Regions from separate parts of the Mus musculus genome. Here regions 1, 3, 4 and 5 are each linked to region 2. Evidence: chromatin contacts called from public HiChIP or PLAC-seq and promoter capture Hi-C data. All regions are on one chromosome and are shown on one strand. Each heading gives the region's core, a stretch centred on a gene start, on an enhancer-like site or on the middle of the called end of the contact. The rest is flanking DNA. Distances are from core to core; before and after follow the strand shown. Region 1 overlaps Rgl1 (ral guanine nucleotide dissociation stimulator,-like 1). Region 2 holds the start of Shcbp1l (Shc SH2-domain binding protein 1-like). Region 3 overlaps Ncf2 (neutrophil cytosolic factor 2). Region 4 overlaps Rgl1 (ral guanine nucleotide dissociation stimulator,-like 1). Region 5 overlaps Rgl1 (ral guanine nucleotide dissociation stimulator,-like 1).

Evidence for each region. Promoter capture Hi-C pulls out the DNA fragments that hold promoters and counts their contacts. HiChIP or PLAC-seq counts read pairs in DNA pulled down with a chosen protein or histone mark.
Region 1: a FOXA1 HiChIP or PLAC-seq map of pancreatic cancer cells shows a contact between it and region 2. The contact joins the enhancer-like site here to the promoter of Shcbp1l in region 2. A contact is called at or near these places in 6 of 39 promoter capture datasets (the 3T3-L1 cell line, the C10 cell line, the HPC-7 cell line and 2 more) and 2 of 115 datasets of contacts at active chromatin or transcription factors (bone marrow-derived macrophages and pancreatic cancer cells).
Region 3: a contact with region 2 is called in a promoter capture Hi-C map of the HPC-7 cell line. The contact joins the enhancer-like site here to the promoter of Shcbp1l in region 2. A contact is called at or near these places in 13 of 39 promoter capture datasets (the 3T3-L1 cell line, 3T3-L1-derived adipocytes, the C10 cell line and 8 more), 1 of 484 Hi-C or Micro-C datasets (nephron progenitors), 3 of 115 datasets of contacts at active chromatin or transcription factors (embryonic forebrain, embryonic stem cells and neural tube) and 1 of 9 other capture datasets (embryonic stem cells).
Region 4: a promoter capture Hi-C map of hippocampal neurons shows a contact between it and region 2, with 5 times the contacts expected there. The contact joins the enhancer-like site here to the promoter of Shcbp1l in region 2. A contact is called at or near these places in 12 of 39 promoter capture datasets (the 3T3-L1 cell line, 3T3-L1-derived adipocytes, the C10 cell line and 5 more), 2 of 15 datasets of contacts at CTCF or cohesin (the NIH/3T3 cell line and stem cell-derived epiblast-like cells), 3 of 484 Hi-C or Micro-C datasets (all in embryonic stem cells) and 1 of 9 other capture datasets (embryonic stem cells).
Region 5: a contact with region 2 is called in a promoter capture Hi-C map of pre-B cells, with 4 times the contacts expected there. The contact joins the enhancer-like site here to the promoter of Shcbp1l in region 2. A contact is called at or near these places in 8 of 39 promoter capture datasets (the 3T3-L1 cell line, the C10 cell line, the HPC-7 cell line and 5 more) and 2 of 115 datasets of contacts at active chromatin or transcription factors (bone marrow-derived macrophages and embryonic stem cells).

What each region holds. Positions count from the first base shown.
Region 1 is chr1:152,582,416-152,587,211 of GRCm38.p6, reverse strand. Rgl1 (ral guanine nucleotide dissociation stimulator,-like 1) reads left to right here. Exons shown (of 18, transcript NM_016846.4): 3 at 597-805. Among named protein-coding and RNA genes, the nearest start is that of Rgl1, 40 kb to the left of the region's middle. Within about 2 kb of position 1,626, at least 30 of the 459 cell types and tissues checked have an H3K27ac peak or open chromatin away from gene starts, as enhancers often do. A contact at or near this core is called in the HPC-7 cell line and pancreatic cancer cells, where this site is marked.
Region 2 is chr1:153,421,858-153,427,023 of GRCm38.p6, reverse strand. Shcbp1l (Shc SH2-domain binding protein 1-like) reads right to left here and starts at 1,815. Exons shown (of 10, transcript NM_001033162.2): 1 at 1,438-1,815. The coding sequence starts at 1,800.
Region 3 is chr1:152,836,055-152,840,692 of GRCm38.p6, reverse strand. Ncf2 (neutrophil cytosolic factor 2) reads right to left here. Exons shown (of 16, transcript NM_010877.5): 16 at 3,703-4,638. The coding sequence ends at 4,579. Smg7 (Smg-7 homolog, nonsense mediated mRNA decay factor (C. elegans)) reads left to right here. Exons shown (of 23, transcript NM_001160256.1): 21 at 221-391; 22 at 513-658; 23 at 1,308-3,698. The coding sequence ends at 1,421. Among named protein-coding and RNA genes, the nearest start is that of Ncf2, 38 kb to the right of the region's middle. Within about 2 kb of position 2,477, at least 35 of the 459 cell types and tissues checked have an H3K27ac peak or open chromatin away from gene starts, as enhancers often do. A contact at or near this core is called in the HPC-7 cell line and stem cell-derived epiblast-like cells, where this site is marked.
Region 4 is chr1:152,523,091-152,527,834 of GRCm38.p6, reverse strand. It overlaps Rgl1 (ral guanine nucleotide dissociation stimulator,-like 1), which reads left to right. Exons shown (of 18, transcript NM_016846.4): 16 at 2,936-3,190. Among named protein-coding and RNA genes, the nearest start is that of Gm51749, 15 kb to the left of the region's middle. Within about 2 kb of position 2,399, at least 70 of the 459 cell types and tissues checked have an H3K27ac peak or open chromatin away from gene starts, as enhancers often do. A contact at or near this core is called in hippocampal neurons, where this site is marked.
Region 5 is chr1:152,602,621-152,607,553 of GRCm38.p6, reverse strand. All of the region lies in intron 2 of Rgl1 (ral guanine nucleotide dissociation stimulator,-like 1), which reads left to right. Among named protein-coding and RNA genes, the nearest start is that of Rgl1, 20 kb to the left of the region's middle. Within about 2 kb of position 3,498, at least 18 of the 459 cell types and tissues checked have an H3K27ac peak or open chromatin away from gene starts, as enhancers often do. A contact at or near this core is called in pre-B cells, where this site is marked.

The DNA.
Region 1 (4,796 bases), core at 377-2,876, 840 kb after region 2:
TTCCATTGCTAATTTTTTCAGGCTGTGACCATAATACCATCTGGCTCACGTAAACCCTATGCTGTGTGTGTATAATATATATGAATATGTGTGTATGTATATGTTGTATATGTAAATGTGTATATGTGGGTGTGGGTGTGTGTGTATAAATTTGGAACAATCATATTTCCAGAACTATTATGGATCGACTCTTCTGGCATACCATGGTAGGCACCGTTTTTAAAAATGAGATTGAAAACATACCTTTAACAGTACAAAGAACATCAGATAGTGGACAATTTGCTAAACTCCATTCGGTGACAGACAACGTCTTTGATAAAGTATTGCCATCACCCTTGCTGTCACCAGTGATGTAAGGAGAAGCCATTGTATTGCTGCAAAGCAAGAATCTTTCTTTCTTCAGAAAGAATGGGACGCTACCTCCACACACTTGCTACACGGCCTCCCTTCTGCCACACTGAGTTCACAGAAGCCCACACTGCCTTCCAGGACTTTCAGCTGCATGAGAGAAGACTGAAATGCTGACCATTTCAGTGTTTTCAGTTTTACATCAGGGAGTGATGCCATCTGATGCTAATAATGAATCTGTCCCATAGGTTGAAGGGGACCAGCTGCCTCCAGGACACACAGTCAGTCAGTACGAGACCTGCAAGATCAGGACCATCAAAGCTGGTACGCTGGAGAAGCTTGTGGAGAACCTGCTGACGGCTTTTGGGGACAATGACTTTACCTACATCAGCATCTTTTTGTCGACATACAGAGGCTTTGCCTCGACTAAGGAAGTGCTGGAGCTGCTGCTGGACAGGTACGATCTAAGGGCGGATGTCGAGGAGAACCTAAGGGTGTGGCTCTGAATCAAGGGCACTTGGGAGTCTGGGAAGGAGGAAGAAGGAGAGATGAACTGGAAAAGCCAACCTTTGGAATGAGTGGCATACAGAATGTCAACTCTGTGGTCTATTTCTAGGGTAAAGAAATCCCTCTTAGAACGTTCGTAAAGGCTGGATATGGTGGCACATGCTTCTAATCTTGGTATTGGAGAAGCTGAGCCAGCTTGGACCTCATAGCAGTGCTTTGTCTCAGAAGCAAAAGCAAAAACAAAGAAAAACTAAGCAATAACCTGTAAAAAAAAATGAACAAAAGAATTAAAAGTAGGTTTTATAAACATAGATTCAACTATTTATAAATTTCAATATCTGTTTGCTACTCTTAATTTCACATTTGATACAGATTAATTTTTAATTTCTTTACAAGTACTCATCCAGCTAGGACTCTCCTTGTTCTGGGGACTGAATGTGCTCACACATATGAAGTATGGAGCTCCGTTCTAGATCTGTAGGATCCAGATGAGTGGAGGCTCTGGCAGTGGCAGTCGGGGCTGTCAACAATCACTGCGGAGTCAGTGCTTATGGCCGTGTGCCTGAGTGATGTCTGTGCTCCTCAGCAGCGTATGCTGTGACTCATGTAGGACAGTCTTTGTTTCCCCTTTACCTTTGTTTTATTTATAGGAAAACTTAGGCACTTTGTAAACATACTGTTATATTGACTTAGTCCTGGGACAAAGAAAACTGTCAGCCAAACAATTGTTTTAGAATCCTGAGACTCTCACTCAGGTCCTTGTGGTCTGAGGTTTCCTGCCTAAGGAAGGAAGTGGGATCCAGTGCTTTTGTTAGGCTTATTTTGCCCGTGCGTGTGTGTGTGTGTGTGTGTGTGTGTTTATTTAATTTTAAAGGAATACACAATCATGTTGAAAATGTTAAAAATTCCTTTATGATGGCAAGTATGAAAAGAAATACTAAAGTTTTCTCAAATTGCTGTCTTACTCAAGGAACACTTTAGGTTTTAAAATATAAATTTCATATATACATGAAAAAGCTTTGTATATTTACATTCTTAATATACAGTGCACCGTATATATTGTCTTTATAGACTTATTTGTCAGAAGAGTTTATTAAGTACGTTGTAAGACAGCCCCAGGCTCGGCAGTAGTGACAGCCCTGCCTGCCTCTATAGATTCACAGCGCATACATGACACAATGAGATCAGTCAGAGTGACCGAGTGACCTATTTTATTTGTACACACTGATCCACCTTGGAGATATGTGGGCTCATTCAGTGACTCGGCATTTGTAAAAGGCTCATGACAGTGGCTGCCATATTTAAAGTACAGGAAATGTCCGTTGTTAGTTCCAAATAAGCACATGTGGGTAGGGTTTCTAGCTTCTCTTCTAGTGCCTTTCTAGTACTTACGGAGTTGATAATTTCATGGGCAAAGAATTAAGCACTTTTTAGTTTTTCAAATTGTTTTGAGAAATCTGTGAGAACAGAACCAACCACAAGGGTCGTCTTTATACATAGGCAAGCTTTCTGAGATTCCTAAAGTGTAATTTCACGGAAGAGTAACTACACCAGGATATAGGAATTTAGGAGCCTGCCATCTGCGCCTCCAGAAGGTTCCACCAGCCATACTGCTGTTCTGAGCACTCCCTACCACAGCCCCCCACCCCCACCCCCAGTTCCCGATGTTCTGTCTCCTCCCCTGAGCTGTCTTTACCTGATCTGTCCATTGAAAAATGGTTCCGTGACTCGAACTTCTCATGTTTATGAGTAGTGTTTGGTGTTTCAGAAGCCACACCATTAGTTGGGTGTGAACTCCTCCCATCCTATACTCTTTTCCTTTGAACTACTTTAATCTAATTATTAGTCGTCAAATTATAATTCTTTGTATATTAAAGAAATTTGATTTTTTGCTTATAATTATATTGGGAATATTTTTCCTAATTTGTTCTTAGATTTTAAAGTCTGTTCCTTAAGAATTGGTATTTAACTATTTTATGAAATATTTCTGTCTTCAGAAAGGCTTTGAATAAAGACCTTTCTATTCCAGGTTAAGGCTATTGACAAGAGTAGTGTTTGTCAGCTTTCTGTCCCCGTGACACAGACCTGACAGAATCAACTTATGCCAGGAGAGGGTTGATTTGGGACCCACAGTGTTGGAGGTTTCAGCCTGTGATAGATTGGCCACAGGTCACTGTACGATGGTGGGAGTGTACTGTGGAGCGAAGCTGCTTGCCTCTGAGTACGGAGTGAAGAGAAGGAGGCTGAGCCTCTCCTCTCTCCTCCTGAGGGGACTGAGGACGGCCAAGTGGAATGCCATGTAAAGGCCCCACCACCTGCGCTAACCCCACCCTGGGCATCGGGTTTTAACACAGAGACACTTTGGGGGCACAAGCTCCTAAACACTGGATCTGTGTTTTTATGGGTGCACATGCAGAGAAATTATTGGCTCAGTGTTTATATTTAGGGTCACTCATAAAGCATATATTCTTTATGGCACACTGATCTGCCCACAGTGTCCTGTGCTATGGCGTAAAGATGTGTCATTTTCTGCATGACAGTACTTGACAAAATATTAAGCCTGGAATAGTAAGTTTGGTGGGTCTTTTTTTTTTTTTAAATATCACAGTTCTTATGTAATAGTTCATTTGTGCAAGTAGAAATTGGAGAATTAATGAAATTTCTCTTTTCAGTACTTCATAGCTGTAAAAAAGATGGAGCCTGGTAATTGTTGGCAGTCAGTATTTGGAAATGAAATTCTCTTACAAGTTCCCTTTGAATCAGTGACCTCTTCTCCACAGGAGGTAACTTCACTGATAATAGCCCACAGATGTCCACAGTGTGTAAAGGGTGCACGGAAGCTCCAGCTGCCTGTCTTAAAGACTGGACACACACACACCAGGAAATAGAGTGTTTAGTCTATGACTTTTTATTTGGTGATTTTTAAAAACATCTATTCTTTGTTCTATGGATAGAATCATTGGGATTTAAAAAAAAACACTAAGTTGATAACAATGATTATATAGTATATCTAATATGAATTTAGATTGCATTGGATTCAAACTATCATTTGAAGTACAGCTGAATGAAGAGTTAAGATTTAGTCTGTGCCATGTGAGTAGGCTTAAAGCTGGCTTTGAGTGTGATCTCAGAGTTCAATCCGTTGCTTGTTTCTTCAATGAGGGGATTAAGGGCGGATACCTGTGTAATGTAACCCGCAGCAAGCACTCTGCAAGTCTTCACATAGACGGGACTCAGATAGGAACGATTTAGTCTCTGCCCTGAGGTAGTTCAAAGATGGATTCTGCTTGAGCTGGTGGCGCCTCAGCTCGGTGGCCCTTCACTTGGAGCTCTTCCCCATGACGCTAGCCTCTTAATTTCATATTCCTTTCCCTTAGGGGAACCCCTCAGATTGCAAAGGCCAGCTCCATTAGACTTAGACCCACTCCTCAGGACATTTTCCTGCAAAAGATAAGGCTGGCTTGCAAGTGCTAAGTCACCATACAAGGTGATAGAGGGTTCTAATATGTGCTGGTGGAGGAGTTCAGAGAAACAAATCCCATTTAGTTTGCTTTCTCTGCAGAAATGTAATCTTGTCTCTGTGTGTGCCAACCTCAACAGGAATATTTCTTTCCCACCTCATTTCTTACTCACGCTGAAATCTTGTGGCCCCGATTCAGTCTCCACCGAAATCCAACTGTAGAGTCTGTGAAATGCTGTGTTCCCAAATTGGTTGTTAGGATTTTTATGCCTGTAATAAAGAGGAAGCAATTTATTGTGCAGACTCACCTGTTCAGAAGATAACCATTGGAAATACCATTTTCACACCGTTAGGTTGTTAGGCTTGTTTGTGAGCCTCAGACAGAATCTTTCAGGTATTTCTTTTGGTGTCTTCAGTGGCGTGGGAAGAAGGTTGCGAGCCAATCGCAGTATGTGCTAACCCTGTAATGAGCAGACACGAA
Region 2 (5,166 bases), core at 566-3,065:
ACAACTGCATAGTTTTCCACTGTGTGAAGCCATGAAGTTCTTTGTGGGTTATTTTTGTTTGACACAGGATGTTGCTGGGTAGCCCACACTAGCCTCAAACTCAGGGCGATCCTCCTGCCTGAACTTCCTAAGTGCTGGGATTGCAGGGGTGTACCATGATGCCTGCCTCATTGTAGTTCTCTATGGCTCTATCCTTTCTTCCTTTCTCCAGGAGTGCAGGAACTGCGTTTGGTACTGGGACTCAAATACTTCAAGCACTCTGCCACTTGATCTAGAATTCCAGCTATTTCTTTACTATTGAAACAAAAATCTCACTATTGAGACTGACCTAGGTTAACCTTAAACTCACAATTCTCGGGCTCCAGCATCCTCCCAAGTACTGGGATGGGCAGGTGGATTATTGTGAGTTCTGGCCCAACCTGGTCTACAAAAGACAAACAAGGCATGAGTCACCATGCTCAGCCAATTTTTATACCCATCGCTGCAACGAATATACTTGTACACAAATTCTTTTGCTATACTTTAAATAAAATGCAGTATTAAAATGTATGCTATTTGTTCTGTTTGGTGGGGTTTTTTTGTTGTTGTTGTTGTTTGTTTTTTGTTTTTTTTGAGACAGGGTTTCTCTGTGTAGCCTTGGCTGTCCTGGAACTCTCTGTAGACCAGGCTGGCCTTGAACTCAGAGATCTGCCTGCCTCTGCCTCTCGAGTGCTGGGATTAAAGGCGTGTGCCACCCTGTTTGGTGTTATCAGGCTCTTTCCATGCAAAACACCTGTCTACATCGTGACTTGCTGACTGGGAACCATTCTGGGGACATCTTACGCCTGTTTTTATGTGCATCCGTGTATTCACACCACCCTTGCACCTGATGCCTGGGAAGGCTCAGGAGAGGATCTGGGATCCCTTGAAACAGGAGTGTCGGATGGATGGGAGTCACCTTGTGGGTTCTGGGACAGGAAAATTGACCCCTCTACTAGAACAGCAAATGTTCTTAACCAAGGAGCTGTCTCTCTAGCTGCCATTTTCACAATTCCAACGTAATATTAGCTTTATGTTTGGGCCTAATATGAAGATGTATTAAAAACTAGGGTGTGTTAACAACGAGACGTGTGGACACTAGGGTGTGTGGACACCGAGCTCTGTGTATTTGAGTGGACAGTAAGATGTATGCCCAGACTGTGACGAGCGCTTCACGGCCTCATCTTTTAGGAGGTGTCATTTTAGCTGACAATTTTGTATAACGGGTTAGTCAAGTCCTCTAGGGCAGGAGCTGAGGGTCTGGGCAACGACTAAGGTGGCCAAGGTGGCATTCTGTACCCCTTGACTCCAAAAGACTGATTTTTTCCCCCAAAAGACTGTTTTGAAGGGACAGATTTGCTTTCCCTGCTGTGGGAAAGACCCAAACCTCCCGGAGCTGGCCCCTCTGCAGCTTCGCACCTTCGAGCCCTGTAGCACCTGGTCGCAGTACAGAGCCACCTTCTCGCTGCGCCACATGCCCCTCATGGGGGATGCGTAGATCGGTGGCAGGGGCTGCGCTTCCTCCTGGTCCTCAGGCACCGCGGGCACGGGCTCCTCGTCACATGTTTCGGCTTGGGTGACCGGTGGGAGCTGGAGCCGTCGCCGTGCCGCCTTGCCCTTCACGGGGCGCGGGGAGGCCACTACCGAGCGCACGGGGGACATGAAGCCCCTGGTGGGCGCGGCCACCGAGTCCCGGAGGGTGGCTAAGACAGTCTGCTCCGCTGGCGAGCTGTCACTCCCGACCGAGGCCTTGGGCTCTGAGGTCGTGGCATCCGACTCCATGTTCGCGCCGCAGCCGTTGGCCGCCTTCCCCTCGTGGGACCACGCAGCCTGTGCGCGCTCCGCGGGCGAGCACATGCGTGGGCGGGAAATGAAGGCAGGTGCGGGGGCGGTGGGAGCACGCTGCGCAGAGGCGGGGATAGGGGCGGGGTCCTGCCTCTGACCCCGCCCATTGATCCTTGGAATCGCCTAATGGCAGAACCTAGGAGCTCGTTGGTCCCCACCCATCCACCCTTAAGTCCTGAAACATTTCAGGGCCAGGCAAGCTACGAAGTCCCTAGGTAGCCAAGGATGACCTTGAATTTCTGATTCTCCTGCCTCTCCCTCTCAAGTGCTGGGTTCACAGGCCCGCCCCACTCAATGGGGCGGTTCATTACCTGCTAGACAAGCACTCTACCGATTGAATCAGACCCCCTCCCCCCAGCCAAAGGAAACATACTTTTATTCTAGGAAGCATTTGTGACTGGGACCAGCTGGTTATTACCAGAGAAAACTGCGGATAGATGTAGGCACCCGGGATCACCTTTCCACGCGGATCTCAGTTTAGGCGTCCCTTCATATCATAAACAAATTGCTCTGTGTGTGTGTGTGTGTGTGTGTGTGTGTGTGTGTGTGTGTGTGTGTGTGTGTGTGTGTGTGTGTGAAGATGTGATTAAGTCAATGGGTCAAATTAGTCTGTGGAGCTGCTCAGAATTCTCCCTGATGGGTGTTTACAGTACTGCAACCCTTATCAACACGTATTTCAGCGGTGGCGACGGTGAGTAAGCGCATTTTCCTAAATGTTGCTCACGGCCTTTGATGAGCATCAGGACTCCAGTTCCCGGTATGTGAGACTGCTTGTGTATTGAGCCCGTTGGAATACCGTCTGTTTACTCTATCTGGACTCTGTGCTGGGCGCACAGCCCCCGAGCTGAGGTGACTTGGGAAAACACCTGCCTTCCCTCTCGCTCACTTGGAAGGACACTGTGTGAAGTTGTGAGTTTATTTTGAAGGAGACATTCCCGTTTGTATCGTGTTACTGTAGTGCAGAAAACAATTAGGACTTCAATTATTCTGTATTCACACTTCACTGTATTTGTCTGGAGTCTGTGACCTTCTTTAAAATGGTGCCATTATAACCACCCAAGACCACCCATTCGAATAAAATCTATTACAGGGCTGGTTTTCTCTTCTTTTAATTCATTACCTCGCGTGTGTGTGTGTGTGTGTGTGTGTGTGTGCAGTCCATGCTTGCCTGGTGTGTTGTGTAGACTGAGCCTCAAGCTTGCAGGGCCCTTCATCTGCCTCCCAGGCACTATGGTGATAGGCACCCACTGCCACCCTCTGCTTACTCTTGTTATTTTGTTTTAAATGCTTTCCTCTTCCTTTCTTTGAAAAAATAATTATTTTATTAGTATTAGTTTAGCCCTTAAGTTTAGAGTAAAAAAAAAAAAATCCTGTGAGCTAGTTCAAAGTGTTTAAATTTCAAACACAGCACTAGTTTTTGTTTCTTCCGGAAACAAACAGATGTTTCATAGGAACTACTAAGTGCCAGACAGGCACTGTGTAGATGCCAAAGGCATACAGATGAAAGACACAAGGCCTGCCTACCCTAAGCAAAGTGTAGGCAACAGCATGTGTAAAGACTATGATTATTACATACATATTTCAAAGCCATACTATGTTGGGGCTGGAGAAATGGCTCAGCAGTTAAGAGGACTCATTGCTCTTCCAGAGGTCCAGGGTTTGATTCCCAGAACTCACATGGTGGCTCCTGTTCCAGAGAATCGGATGCTTTTGTGCCCCCTGTGGGTACTGCACACATATGCTACATATACATACACACATGCAGGCAAAACACTCATGCACATAAAGTAAAATAAATAAATATAAACAAAAAATCCAAAGCATGGAAGAAAACAATCTCCTTCTTGACAGAGTAATCAATATTTAACCTGAGTCTTTTTAAAAATAGCTTTTAGTGCTGGGCAGTGGTGGTGCACACCTTTAATCCCAGCACTCAGGAGGGAGAAGCAGGCAGATTTCTGAGTTCGAGGCCAGCCTGGTCTAAAAAGAGAGTTCCAGGACAGCCGGGGCTGTACAGTGAAACCCTGTCTCAAAGAAAACAAACAAGCAAACCCCCAAAACAAGCAAACAAACAAACAAACAAACAAAAAACCCTTTTATAGCTGGGATAGATTAATCCCAGCTCTTGAGAGGCAGAGGTAGGAGGGTCTCTGGGTTCAAGGCCAGTCAGGGCCACAAAGTGGGACTCTTAAATGTTTTAAATTTTAATTTATGAAAAGGACGACGTCAGCAACTTCAGATTGCCAGAATGTTTATTTCCCCAGAAGTATTGATTTATATTTCCGTGAGCAGATAAAATTCCCAGTGGAGCTGAGTTATGAAAGAGAAGTAAGTTGTAGGCAACTCAGACAGGAGTAAAATAGAAGGGAGAATGGTGTGACGAATGCAGAGCCACTGGGAGGCAGAGGCAGAGGCAGGCAGGTCTCTAAGAGTTCCAGGACAGCCAGGATTACAGAACAAGACCCTAAGTCATTAGTCGCTCTTACAAAGGATTAAAAACAGTTCTGGCTATAAAGGAACATTGTGGAAGAGATGGAAAGGATGTAAGAACTGGAGGACAGGGAGGCGTGCTATGAAACCTGTGTTCAGGACATCACGTGGTACCAGCTGTTTGTTCCCTCCTGTGTTGTAGCATTAAATATAACAGAAAAGCCATTGGTTGCACCCAAAATAGTCGTGATGCTATTACACCAGTGGAAACTTCTGGCCTGACGTGTTAGTACTGTAGCGTGCACACAGGGTCAATAGCTAAGCAAAGTTGTTGGAGACAGTTCTCCACCATCTGGCACTAGGAAAGGAGATAAGAGGGAGGGAGATTCTAGTTTAGTACAAGCTTGATTTCCTCATGTCCTTCAGCTGAAGCATCTGGTGTCTTCAGCCAAAGGGACTCACTCTAGTTGAGGCACAACGGGCAGGAGAAGCAATAACCTTTACAGTTCATGATGCTTCAGGGACCCCTTGGCTGTCTTAGTTAGGGCTTCTATCTCTGTGATGAAACACATAACCAAAAGCAGCTAGGGTCTACTTGGCCTATATGTCCTGAATCATAGTCCATTGAGGAAAGCCAAAGCCGGAGCTCAGGCCAGACAGGAACCTAGAGACAGGAGCTGATGCAGAGGCCATGGAGGGCTGCTGCTCACTGACTTGCTCCTCATGGCTTGCTCAGCCAGCTTTCTTTTAGAACCCAGGACCATGAGTCCAGGTGTGGTCCCACACACAATGGGCTGAGCCCTCCCCTATCCATCACTAATTAAGAAAATGCCCTCTTGGCTTGCCTATAGCCATATCTTATGGAGACATTTT
Region 3 (4,638 bases), core at 1,228-3,727, 590 kb after region 2:
GCTTTATAAAGTCTTAATTTATAATGATTCTTAGGATCCAAGGTACAGTCAGTCAGGCACAACAGTGATCAGACAGACTGCTTCATGGTCTTTATTTGGCCTTTTCTCCAAAACCTTCTTATAGTGCTTTCATTCAAATTTTGACTACCACATCTGAAGAAAATGTTAGTTCTTGGTTTGGTGTGGGAAACCCCTATTTATGTTCATAATTATTCAACAGATCATTCGACACCAGCCAGCCAGTCTCCTCATTCCTCTAACCCAAGCAGCCTGCCCAGTTCTCCTCCAACGCATAACCATAATTCTGCTCCATTCTCTAATTTTGGACCCATTGGGACTCCAGATAACAGGGATAGGCGGCCTGCAGATAGGTGGAAAACTGATAAACCAGGTGAGATCCACATTTCTTTATCTACAAGGCAAAGGGGGGTGGCTTGCTCTGATTTTTGCCTGAAGTTTGATATTTGCCACTTACAAAACATTTTGTATTCTTACCTATTGTTATCTCTTAGCCATGGGTGGTTTTGGTGTTGATTATCTCTCAGCAACGTCATCATCTGAGAGCAGTTGGCATCAGGCTAGCACTCCGAGTGGCACCTGGACAGGCCACGGCCCCTCCATGGAGGATTCCTCTGCTGTCCTCATGGAAAGCCTAAAGGTGAGTGCTCACGTGGCTCCTGCTGCAGCAGTGTCTCTGCTTTTATCCCGGATTGAGAGGCGTCTTGAGTGTGTTGTCAGGGCATCCAAAATGCTAGAGCATTTAGTTTCATCCTAATGTTAAATCCTGTTAAGTTTGAGTTTAGCCTTATTTGACTTATTAAATGAGTATGTAAGCTGGGCGTGGTGGCGCAGGCCTTTAATCTCAGCACTTGGAAGGCAGAGGCAGGCGGATTTCTCAGTTCGAGGCCAGCCTGGTCTACAATGTTTTGTTTGCTGGAAACCTTATATTAAACTTACTGTCATGCCATATGAACTTGACTTAAAACATAGTTGATTTGACTTAAAACATAGTTTGGGCTGGACATGTTGGTGCATGTAATTCCAAAAGAGTGGTCGGAGTAGGAGGAATAACCTTGGCTTGGGGTTTAAAAAGTTGTATTCCACTGTTCATAGTGTCAAAATTATCTTAGTTAGGAACTGTCTAGTCTTGAGAGTTCCATGACTTTTAATAGAGCTGAGTTGATTGGCATTTAGAGTGGATTTAAAGGACAAATTTGTCTTTATGGGTGGCTGAGATTTAAAACAAATCCCTGTCAGACAGCCAAAGCATTTGCCTTCTGCTGACAAGTTTTGGGGCTGTTTTTCAGTCTATCTGGTCCAGTTCCATGATGCATCCTGGGCCCTCCGCTCTGGAGCAGTTGTTAATGCAGCAGAAGCAGAAACAGCAGCGGGGACAAGGTGCCATGAACCCTCCACACTGAGGCCACAGGAGCAACCCAGGGAATGAAGGCTCCATAAACCATGGCATGTTGGGTTTGCAGGACTGACCCACACAGTCTCTGCAGGTGGCAGCTCTCTTGTCTGTTTCTTGCTGTCGAGAGGGTGTAAGTGTTCCACCAGCCCGCTGAGTGTGCACGAAATGTTCGCAGTGCAACAAAAAGAAAAAACCATCAGGAACTCTCGTTCCCCCGGGGCTTTCCGGAGGGAGAGAGGAGCTGCTGTTTGTCCCACTCGGTTACTGATAGCACGCCTCTCACCTTCTCCACCGCGCATGTCCCCAACACGTGGGAAGTGGAAGCTGAGAAGGGAAGGCAGATGGGAGAAACCAATAGGAACTTCTCAGTCCTTTTTTCCTCTTTGGGGAATAAAATAGGAATCCATTATGAGTGCTTTGCTGACTGAGAATGTAGTTGAAATTATTCTTAAACATCTTTTATTATTACTCTCAGTAGCAAAATATCACACTGAATTCTTCCATACACAGGCGTATTTCTAGTCAGTGTGGAGCAAAGACAGTCCCGTTTGCTGCTCCTGTGAGAGGTCAGTGGTGACAGGACAGGGAACTGACCTCTTAAGCCAGTGGGAGTGTTTCATAGGGAGGGTACAAGGCCTCTTAGAAGGTTCTGGGAGAGGCCTTCCTCCAGCCTGGAAACTCCAGCAGGAAATGCCCTTCACTCTGTAGGTGCTCGAGCCCCAATAGAGGATGCAGTGTGGGTAGTGCTGCTGGCCTAGACCAGCAGATGGCTGCTGTACGATTTCAAATTCATGTGGTGGATTCCTACACTTTACAGTAGCGTAGCAAGCAGTCTCAGAAGGCAGGCTAGTTCATTCACGGCCTGGAACCCATTTTAATAGGTGGATGCTTTCAGTGTGGTTCTTTTTGTTGAGTTGGTTTTTGTGTCCCCATCCTGCTTCCCAGCCTCTTGCATCAGTCTCCACCCTTTAGCCATATGCTGTACCGTAGTCATTGTTTTCTTCCTACCGTGTACAACATCTCACCACGAAACAGCAGCATGGGGCCAGCACTTGGGGCCCAAAAGCCTGAAGTCTGAAGAGGAAGGAAGCGGCAGTGCAAGCGTCACTGCAGAGGAGCCGGGCTATGCCCAGTCACAGCTCCTGGCCTTCACCTCGAGGATGAAGTTGAAGGCCACAGAGACAGATGCACACTGTGCACAGAAGAAAACACAGCAGATGCCACTTTGGAGAGGGCAAGAGAAAGGAATAAACTCTATTTGATAATTTATATTAGGAGGAAAGAGGACTGAAGATGTTCTGTGTAGGAACAGAAGAACGGACAGCATTTCTGTTAGTCATTTCCTGGAAAAGTAATATTTTAATGGGAAATTATGGAAACAATCTAAATGTCCAATTGCTGTGCTAGGGTAGGGATTATTTTCTGGGAGGTGTGTGTGTGTGTGCGCGCGTGTGTGTCCCACACATGGCTTTCTACTCTCCCAGAGGGCAAGGGCTAAGTGTGGGAAATAGTGTGGAGCTTAGCTGAAGGACAGCTGTAGAGCAAAGCACATCCAGGAGCCCCAGGTGTCACTGGGGTCTGGGCAGCCCCGAAATGAGATGGGGTAAGGTATTGCTCATTGCTCTTCAGAAAGAGTGCTTGAAGCCCCAGGCTTACTCTATTGCTCTTTTAGTTTGACATGGTATTTGGATTTTTTTTCTTTTTTCTTTTTTTTTTTGTTTTTTTGTTTTTTTGTTTTGTTTTTTGGGTTTTGGTTTTTGTTTTGTTTTGTTTTTGAAAGGTCTGAAAGTGAAACCCTTCACTAAATGGCAAAAGAAACTGTCTGTGCTGCTCCAGTCCCTCCCTGTGTCCATCTTTGTCCTCTCCCTGTCCCTTCCCTGCTACCTTCACCCAGTTTGTGTATGTAAGCTCTGCATTCAGACAGCTGCAGCATTCCGAGGTTGGAAATGTCACTGATTCTTGCACCTTAGACCAGCCAACAGGTTTACCAGTTCCCTCCCTGCAGTACCCACTTCCCAGCTATAGCCCCAGTCTGCATGAGAATTTGGTGTTTGGAATGTTTATGACTCTCTCGGCGGGGTTCCTCGCCTTGCCATCCTCACTGTGGGGTAATGAAGAAGGGGAGGAGAATCTTCATCAACTGGTTTTGTGTAATAAACTTTCGTGTTTTGTTTTGATTTGATTTGATTTGGGGTTGTTTTTCCCCCCTGTCTGTCTGTCTGTGCAAGATCTGCAGCTGCTGAAATCAGCTTTGCCTTTAATTAAACCGTGTTCTCTCCAAGCAGATCGGTGTGTAGAGGATTTATTCTACCTTAAAGGATATAGCAGTAAAAATACAGCTTAGAACTTCAACTGCTCACTTGTCAGCAAGAAACAAAAATGGCCACAACTGGGTAGGCTTGGGGATGGGTTTTGCTTTTCTTAGCATCCAGTGACTTGTTCTAGAAATGCTAGCTTAAAATGTCTGCCATAGCTGGACAGTGGTGGCGCATGCCTTTAATCCCAGCACTTGGGAGGCAGAGGCATCCTCTGGCCTATAAAAGCCATTGAATCTGATGAAAGCCAACAGTGATGGCTGTGATCTGGGGGGTGGTTGATTTCTCTTCCTGTTTGTCCATCTGAGGGACAGAAAGGGCTGTCATTCTAAGAGTTCCATTCTCCTTGGGACTGGATGGTGTGCTTCATGGGAACCTGATTCAATCTGCCTTTTCTTTAATGCAGCTTAAGTTTTTTAATGAGTTGTCTGTGTGTACCTTCAGGATTACATATAAATTTGCTTTAAGCTTCTGGAACCCAAGCAATTAATAAAGGAAGAACCCTTTATTAATTATTTTTCCACTGAACTGTTGGACTTGGACACTGGGTGTCCTGTTTTCCCAGCAGAAAGGTGTGCCCATTGGTGTGCAGCTCTGGGAATTCTTAAGTACATTCACGTAGCCAGCACACACACAAACCTTCATTTCCTTTGCAGAAAATTTGTCTCCCCCTCCTCCATCTGTAAGAAAATCTTCTGAGTTGTCATATTGCTGTGTGACAGGTTCAATTTTAATAGGGAAATGGTAAGTTAGGCCACATTTCCAAACTGGTGTGTCTGTATAGCGCACAGCAGAGATGGGTAAGTCTTGCAAGGGGAAAAACAACACTTTGCTTCAGCTTTGTAGATCCTAGACTTCTCTGGGAATGCCTTCCAAATTCTTGGCTGCACATCCTTCAACAAAAGCCTT
Region 4 (4,744 bases), core at 1,150-3,649, 900 kb after region 2:
TTAACCCAAGCCTGTTTCCGTTATCTGTCATTTATTTTTCTGGAGTAATTGACTTTCCAAAACATCCTCTTAGCATGCTGAAACATATGAAGAAGAGGGGAAGAAGCCCAGCCCTGTAAGATACACACAGGGAGAGCCCTTTCTTGGCCATACCTATCAACATTCCATTGCTTAAAGCAGTCATGTGGTCCAATCCAACATAAATAACTGAATCAGGGAGATACGATCTAGCTTCAATGGGAGGAACCATGAAACAATTCACAGGGCAGAGGGCGCAGTTTGCAGCAGGGTGAGGATTTGATAATGGTGATACAGTGAACCACAGCGGAAATAGCAAGCTGTACGCACGGATACTGGAATCCTCATCCAGTCCCTTTCTCATGGCTGCACAAATAAGTAAGAGAAAATATCTCCTTCAGTCCCCTTACTGGTCAAGGAGCTTGGCTCAGAGATCAGCTCTGCCATGACAGCAATCCACAGCATCTTGGGGAGAGTTTTGGCCACCTTGTTCTGTCATTTCTTCTGGCCTCTTGGTTTGGGTTCACACCAGTGAGAGAGAGTACAGGTGACAGGCTCTGTCTTCTGCCTTGTAGGGGGCACTGGTGTTGCTTTGCATGATGTCCTTAGCAGTCACACCAGTCTGAGACCCTTCAAGTGTCCCCAAATCATAATTATATGCCCCAGTACAGGGGAACGCCAGGGCCAAGAAGTGGGAGTGGGTGGGTAGGGGAGCAGGGGGGTGGGGTTTAGGGGACTTTCGGGATAGCATTTGAAATGTAAATGAAGAAAATAGCTAATAAAAAAAAGAGAAAAAAGAAAGGTATTTTAGGACTCAGCAGCTAGAGGTGACCCAACCACTCTCAAATTCCTCAGACAGCTAACATCTGACTATTGTCTCAAAAGTCATGTGTCCTAAACCCAGTATGTTGTCATTCCCCATGCCTTGGCATCAGCTGGATCCAGAGGAGATAGCTCAGTGACAACGCACTTGCCACGCAAATATAAGTCCCTGAGTTGAGATTCCTCCAAAGTACAAAAAGCCAGGCGTGTATGTCCACCTGGAGTCCCAGAGCCACTGCCGTAAGGGGAGGCAGAGACAGGCGCTCCCCGCAAGGCTCCTTCTCCCTTCTTCCTTCTTCCACGCCTCTCTCTTGCTCGCCCTCGTGAGGTTGTTCTCTTTAGAAGTAAAGTGTAATATGCATTCCTCCTTCTTCGTGCGCCTGATCATCACTTATAAACAGTTACCTTTATGCTTGTTCCACACCACTTATATCCTTGTGAGGATAGTCTCTATAACTCGTGTGAGCTCACCATCCTAACGCATTACCCCCTCAACTATAAGTGTTATTAGCATCACGGAAAGCCCAAGGGAAATAGGACGGTGAAAGTGAAAACATTCAAGCAGCATTTGGAGAACTGACCTTCCTGGCTAATAGACTTGCAGGCAAGATAACGCTGTTAAAATTATCCACCCTGAGTAAGTGCTCAAGCTGAGTCACATGGGCACAGAAGGAGAATTCCAAACAGCAGCAGCACATGGCTAACCGATATCATGGCAGTCCTACTGTAGACACTACATATTAGAGTTGGCATTGCGGTTTGCTGGCCATAATAGAACACCCCTGCTGTGGAATTGTCCTTAACATAGGATGCCATCGGACGAAGCAGCCCTGAAAAACTACAGATAACATAGGCCCTATTTTTTTAGAAGCCACATTATCAGAAAGCTAAATTCCTTGATCTGTATCTGTGGAATGGTAGATTATATAGAAATTAATAATGAGTTTTATAGGATTATTATAATATAATCCAGTTTAACTCATTCCGAATATCACACACACACACACTTTTCTGTAACAATTGATATTTAAATGGTTCAGCTTAATGGTTTTATGTCAGGAATACATCCCGGTGAGTTTAAAGCATCTCTTTGTCTGGTGATTAATATCAGTTGAATTTTAAATATTCAGTCACTTAGAGAAGCACATTACTGCAGCCGTACATCTCTCAAATGGCCTCGATGTAGATTGTGAAAGTGTATCTTGCTGGTCTTACCAGTGATTGTTAAAGAGATACTCAAAGGCTGCGTTGTCCAGGCAAGTGATCTGTTTTGCTGAGTCGTGCTCTCAGCATTGTTATGATGCTGTTTTTAGGGTGCCCCTCCCTCCCCCTGCCCTGCAAGGCAGCTGTGACCCAAGTGAGAAAGATAAATGAAAACTCATTAACAGTCTCACAGCACTAAAGGTTTCAAGGCTGTAGCACAAGTCAGCTAACTCATCATAGCTGCAGATGGCTTGGTGCTTGCTGTGCCCCTGCTGTGTGAACACCACAGCAAAGGGGCTGGAGAGCTCTGGTCCTGGTAGGAGTGAGACTGTGTAGGTGGACCTGGGGCCCCGTGTTTTCTCTGGGCCTCCAGCTTCTCTACTTGGCAAAGGGGTCAGGTGATCTCTGAGGCCCTCTCAGCAGAACTACACAAGCAGTAGTCCTTATCTTAGATGCTTCTAAACATGAAGACATTTGTCTCCTACTACAAAATCTGGATGTGAAGTAGTGGGGACAGAATGTTCTCCATGGCCACATTGAGAACTGTTGGGGGTGAGAAGAGGATGGCTTCCCAGCTTCTGTAAGCTCAGCCTGTACGGCCTTTAAATTCTGGTATCTGCTGCCATCTCGTGGTTAGCCTTCATACGGACAACTAAAACCAGGCCATCAAAGGTCCACTGTGCCTTTCTTAGATTCAGAATGATTAGTTCCCAGTGAGTCACTGATCGTCACATGAGCCCACGGGGTGTGTGTGTGTGTGTGTGTGTGTGTGTGTGTACCAGAGACATGAGATATTGAGGAGGAAACAACCAGTCTCTGTATCTACTTCTGTTTTGAAACGTGAAGCATGTTTGGTCCAGGCTCCAATGGCTTTGTTTTCTGATTCTTCCAGCTCTCTGAATCCTCCTCTTCCTGTTCCTCCATCCATTCCATGGACACGAATTCCTCAGGGATGTCGTCCCTAATCAACCCCCTGTCCTCCCCTCCAACGTGCAACAACAATCCTAAAATCCACAAGCGCTCCGTCTCCGTGACATCCATTACCTCCACAGTACTGCCTCCTGTTTACAATCAGCAGAACGAAGACACCTGCATCATCCGCATCAGTGTAGAAGACAACAATGGCAACATGTACAAGAGCATCATGGTAAGGGGCCGTCCTGCCTGGAGGGTCAGTCAGCTGTTCGGACACACATTTCTCATACCTGTCTGCACGTGCACACAAGACTAGCATGGAAAATAGCAGCGTCTTCCTGGGCGCAGATTAGTGGTATGCTTATCTAGTGGCACATGTGCATATAGGACATAGTTTTGACATTTTATGAATTGTTCATGCAATTTGGGGTCCTGTTTCACGATGCTCAGTGTGGGTGGGACAGTAGTCCAGGGCGGGTGCCTTGCTTCACACGCCTTCTTGGAACTCTTCCTACGATTGCACTGTCTACTAAATTAACACGCCTTCTCAGTAGTGTAGTTCCTGGTGACTCAGCTTTCTCCCTAAGCCATCTGGACCAAGCCGAGCTCCTGAAGTGGGTGATTATGGCGGAGGTGCAGTTTGGGTAGGAAGTAGCTACAGTTCAGCAGTAAATGGGATTGAGTCTCATGTGCTTCTTACACAAACGGCATCAGACAAGGAAAACTCCAAAGCTACTTCTGATGATGGCCGTCTTTCTTAAATACACACCCAGCCTTTCATGCTGATAACCTTAACTGCGTAAAGTCAACTTGTGGTAGGTGATGAAATTCCTTAGTCAGCAGGGCCCGTCATCGACTAAAAAGAAGAGAAAAAAGAAAAAGAAAAGAGAAATCTCTGTAGTAAAATCTGCACTAAATTTCATGTCTTCATTTGCCTCCCAGCATAGACCTAGGTGGGGTGGAGTCATTGTTCTTTAACCTTTGCGGAACCATTCATTGAATACAGTAATTATTGAAGATGGGTTCTTGCTAGTTCTTGCCCCGAGCTTTGAGGAGAGAGAGAAGAGTAAGACTCAGTGATCTTTGAAGAACTTGGAATGGAAGAGAGAGGCCATATACTAAATGATATTCTAACAGAAGCCAGACCAGATTGGAAATGGTCTAGTGTCCTCCTTGGGGGACTTTGTGTTAATTGTTCAGGCAGTTAGGTCTCACTGAAGGCATCAAGTTAAGAAATGATCAGGTTTGTTTGTTAGGGGCATAACTAGCCTTGTGGAGACACGAAGCTTGAGGTGGGACGAGCACTGTGGGTGGGAAGCGAGCCAAGGAAGCTGCTCCCATCTTTCGAGCCGGAGATGATAAGGGCTGGAGACGGAAGAGCCATTCATCCTGTTATCAGCCTTTGATAACCGTTGTGCCGGGTAAGGAAGAGGGAGGATTTCTATAGAAGAGGGAGGACCCACGGCCATCTGGCAGCCAGTGGCTGGTGAAACTACTAGAGGACGAGGTCTCAGGGTCTTTAGAATTGGGACATCCACATGACATTGTTTAATAGATTGCCAGAAACACGGGTGGTGCAGGGTTGGTGTTGCGTGTCTTTCAGCCCCATTGAGTGGGAATGAGTGTGGAGGAATGAGACCCAGTTCAGCATCTTAAGGGAGTAGCTAACAAAGATGCACTGGAGAAACAGCAGCCCAAGGGAGCCTGGCTCATCAATAGTAGTTGTGTGCTTCTGTTATATATGCCAGCCAGAGAGATAGGGGCCACCTACATGACCACAGCATCT
Region 5 (4,933 bases), core at 2,249-4,748, 820 kb after region 2:
CCTACCTCACTCACACTAGTCCTCTTGCTGCTTTCCCCATAAAGCTGCGTCCATTTCCTAAAAGATAGTTAAATGTCCTTTCTCTGCACACCAAGCAAGCTACACTAGGGATATTCCATGTCATCTTCTAAGCCACACTACATGCAATCATCAGTTTTGTGTTAAAAACGGTCAAGTATTGGCAGTTTCCATATAGTTCTGTCTAAAATTAGCTGTGTTCTGTATAGGACTTGAGATAGGTCTCTCTGTGAATGTGCTACATTCAAGACATATTTAGCAAAAATTCTTTGGCATCTTTTTAAAAATAGGGTCATTGTTAAGTACCATTAAACTATCTTAGTAGGCCTGTGCTTAGAGAATGGATGTTTTAACCATCTAACTATGGATGTAATATTTACTTTCACTAAGCTTAATTTTATTAGTTGTAGTCACATTTTCCCCTAATTTTTCATTATCTTTTAAAATCCTGATTCAGTAAAATATCAGCTCAGCTATAGCTTTCGGTTCGGTTACAGAGCTGCTGTGTTGTCCGCTCAGTAACCCTGCATCCCCATTGGCAGGCTTCACATGGGGCTTGGACTCAGATCTAGCCATCTCCACAACTATTCAACGCACACATCTCCGTCCTGGCTCGAGTGACCAGAGGGGGTAGGGTGGCCCTGGCGTCTCTGAAGCCTGAGCAGGCGGCAGGGGCACCCGTGTGAGTCGGTACAGAAGGCTCCTTAGTGTGGTCTGACTTTGTTTTTCTCATGATATCATGTTAGCTGCTAGTGATCATTATTTGCAAACCAGTTCTGTAGTTTTGGCCCGGGCATGGGCACAGCAGCCTATCGTTTGTGGTCTCTGCCTGGTCATTCACATGTGTTTGTGTCCCTTGCTTGCTGCCACACTGAGACACCCGTGGACTAGGCTTCTCTTCCATTCATCAGTGTTGGGAGCACTTCTGCCAAGGCTCTCAGTGCCTCCCGTCTCCAGAGATGTGAAATGACTTACAGGGCTAAGTGCTGTTCTTCTCCATCTGTTCCTCTCCAGCTCCAGTTTCTCCTTCGCTGTGTTGGTCTCTCTTTCCAGCTCTAAGGCCTTGTACTTGATAGAGAAGATAGACGCCAAGATAGGGTTGAGCAGTTCTGCTTTCTTGCATTATCAGTCCAAATGACCCCACCTATCAGCTGTGGGCCACACCCTTCCTTATTCTTGCTCTTAGAATAGTGGAAGAAAGCCCTTTTGCCGGCTTTATGCTTTTCACAGTGCTCATTATCTGTTAACATTATGACTATTAATGTTCATGATTCTGTGTCTGGGGTGCACACTACTCTAAGCAAGACCTTCCTTCATTGAATTTTAAAAAGCCTTTTAAATGAGTTAATTTATTCTGTGTGTTTGGGCATTGCTTACATGTCTGCCTGTGCACTATTTGCGTGTGCCTGGGATTGGAGGAGCCAGAAGAGGATGTTGGATCCCCTGGAACAGAATTCCAGGTGGCTGTGAGCCATTGTCTGGGTTCTGAGATTTCAATCAGGGTCCTGGTTAAGAGCACTGGCTCTGGATAATCACTGTATTAAGTTTTTTGTTTGTTTGTTTGTTTTACTTAAACTTTTTTTACTCCAAAGAAAGAACATGAGAACAGGTTAGCTTTTCTATATTTATTTATGCTTATAACATTTGTACTAACAAATTTTGGCAATCTATACTAATGTGTTTATAGATACACATAATGTATTTTGGTCATTTACACACACACACACACACACACACACACACACTTAAAAGCTAAACACTAGGGGCTGTGAAGATGGCTCAATTCAGTATACTTCAGTGAGAAACCCTGACCCAATATTACGTAATGGAGAAGGTCAAGGAAGACACTTGACATCAACTGTGGGCTTTCATGTGCACATGCACACTGACTTCATACTTGTAAATATGCACACACACGCACACGCATGCACACATACAAATAGATAAGGTGGAAAATAATTGAGGAAGATACTTGCCATTGACTTCAATCTTCCACCTCCCTACACACATGTACCTGTGCATAAACACACACACATACACACACCAACATGTATGTACACAAACAAGCAAAAATAAATAAGAAAATCTTGATGCTAATGCAAGGGTTTCTGGAATAGACACTTCCTCGGCTAGACCAGGAGAGTAGCATTCTTTATTTTATTTTAGTTTTTGGTTTTTCGAGACAGGGTTTCTCTGTATAGTCCTGGCTGTCCTGGAACTCACTTTATAGACCAGGTTGGCCTCGAACTCAGAAATCCGCCTGCCTCTGCCTCCCGAGTGCTGGGATTAAAGGTGTGCGCCACCACGCCCAGCTTGAGAGTAGCATTCTTGATGATTTCCATGCCAGCTCTTACTATAAGCACAGGTGTGTGTGTGTGTGTGTGTTTGTGTGTGTGTTCATTCATTCCCGAAGGAGCAGATTTGAGAAGAGTGGGTTTAGAGGTTGACTCATCGCAACAACTGGACATCCTAGGGGCAGGCTGTGGTCACATGTCCCGTTAGGGGGCTTTCTCTGTTAAGGGCAATCCTTCCCTACCTTAGAGTCCTTTTACCCACTTTGCCTCATTTTCCCTGAGAGCCATCACCAGTGCCTTCCCTTCTTCATTTGCTTGCTCACTCTTATGGCTTTTCACTTTCCTCCATTGGTCTCCAGATTCCAGAGGTCGTAGGGTCCGTTCTTCCCCTCACCCAGCGCTATAGACGATGGAAAGATGGAAGATACGAGTATCTGTTGGATGAATGTGTGCAAGGAAAAGATGATGGTTAAATTCCACGGAAAGAATGAGAAAAGCATATGAGACTGTTTAGTTTTGGAATAAGCACATTTATCTATGTCAGAGGCACATAGCACAGCCCTGGTCACAATTGGCGGCCTACTGGGCTGTGAATGAAAGGCAAAATCACACTCAGTATATTCTACTTTTGAAGGCAGAAAAAGAGTATTTTTGAAACATTTCCATCAAAAGAAATGAAACTTTTAAAACACTGGTGTTTGAAGGGCTCACCCCTTGGGAAAATGACTGCTTACCACAGATTGAATTCCCCCGTTGCACAATTTGAAAGCCACTTCTTTTTAACATCTGTTTTGTTCCTCAGCCTTATTCACACCCTGAACAACTTCTTCCTAGATTTTTAAAAAAAGATACGCTTCCCTGCTTACCTCCGAGCTCTGTATCCAGAAGGCGTGGGAGTGGCTCTGAGCTGCATAGGGCAAGGGTGCTGAGCAGCCCTGCGGAGCCCTGGGCTCCTGGCCTCTGCATGTGATGTGGCCCATTTGTGCTTCTCAGGTCTTTTTTGGAAAAATGAATTGATAAGTGTTCCTAAGTGTCTACAGAGGGTCTATCGAGTCACACAAGTAGATTTGAAAAATGCTATGATCTCCTCCATTAAGTCTTTGCTAAAAGCATAGGTCTTTCGTAGATGAGTGGCTCTTCTCTGTGCCTGTTACCCTTGTGCATGGTTGGCTCCTAAACTTTAAAAATACAACCTTCTTATTTTTGTTCTTTCTTTTCCTGTTGTTATTTGCGTGGGGGCACAACAGCCATGATTTCCCTGGTTGAACAGAATCTCAGCTTTATAACCTTAAAAGCAAGGGCAACTTTTGAATGTGAAGGGAGGGCCTCCCGCCTTGATTAGAAAGACAGAGCCGTGTGCCGTTTGGTAATGGGGAGTCACACAGCTCTGTTGGTTACATAATGGAATGGTCACTCAGCGCAGATACTGGAATCCATCACCCGGGACCATTGTGTCCCTCACAGAGACAGTGCCCTCTTTGTGCGCAGCACGTCAGCAGCTTGTGGTTATTAGCTTAGCTGTTAACTTAAATCGCATTCCTGGAAAGGAAAAGGCTGCAGCTTTCTTCTCTCTCTCTCTCTCTCTCTCTCTCTCTCTCTCTCTCTCTCTCTCTCTCTCTCTCTCGGAGGGGAGGATGCCTATTTGAAAATCCAAACATATAATTACTGCTGGCCACATGGCCATTACACTTCTTTGACAAGACAACTTGTGTTTTGTTAAATCTAGACAGTTGTAATTTCCCACAGTCCCATGATCTCTGTCATATTAATTTGATCTAAATATTTGAGGGGGAAATGAAAGGGTTTGGGGGGTCAAACTTGGTCAAATACATTTGACACCTAAAGAATTAAAACCTTACCTTGAAATGTTGGTAACATAGGACAGTTATTTCATAGTTTGCCCTACAATGGTGCTTTGGTTTGGATAGAGTTCTCCAGGGCTTGGTCTTAGGTTGCTGGTGTTTGGAGGTGACATAGAACCTTTAAGATGTACAGGTCATTGGTAGAGCCTCCCTTAGCGTTAAGGTCTCAGGATTCCCCAGGTTCTTATGTGAGTGACCCACTGCAAGAGCCATCCTGTCTCTCAGAGTCACTCCTGCTTCCTGTTTGGAGGTGATTCTTGCCAGTGTGTTGGCATCTTTCCTCCAAGGTCCTCACTAGAGCTGAGCTGATATGGTCACCTCCACCAACCTCTGATGTCCAGAACTGTGAGCTAAATACAGATCTCTTCCTTACGAGGTTAGCCTGCCTTTGCCATTTTGTTATGATAATAAAAAACTAGCTGGGGACCTGGCGAGATGGCTCAGAGGGTAAGAGCACTGACTGCTCTTCTGAAGGTCCTGAGTTCAAATCCCACAACCACATGGTAGCTCTCACAACCACCCATGAGATCTGACATCCTCTTCTGGTGCGTCTGAAGGCAGCTACAGTGTACTTATGTATAATAATAAATAAATCTTTGGACCGGAGTGAGCAGGGACCAAGCGAGTAGGGCCAACCAGAGCAAGTGGGGATGACCAGAGTGAGCAGAGGTCCTAAAAAATTCAATTCCCATCAACCACATGAAGGCTCACAACCATCTGTACAACTATAGTGTACCCACATACATTAAATAAATAAAT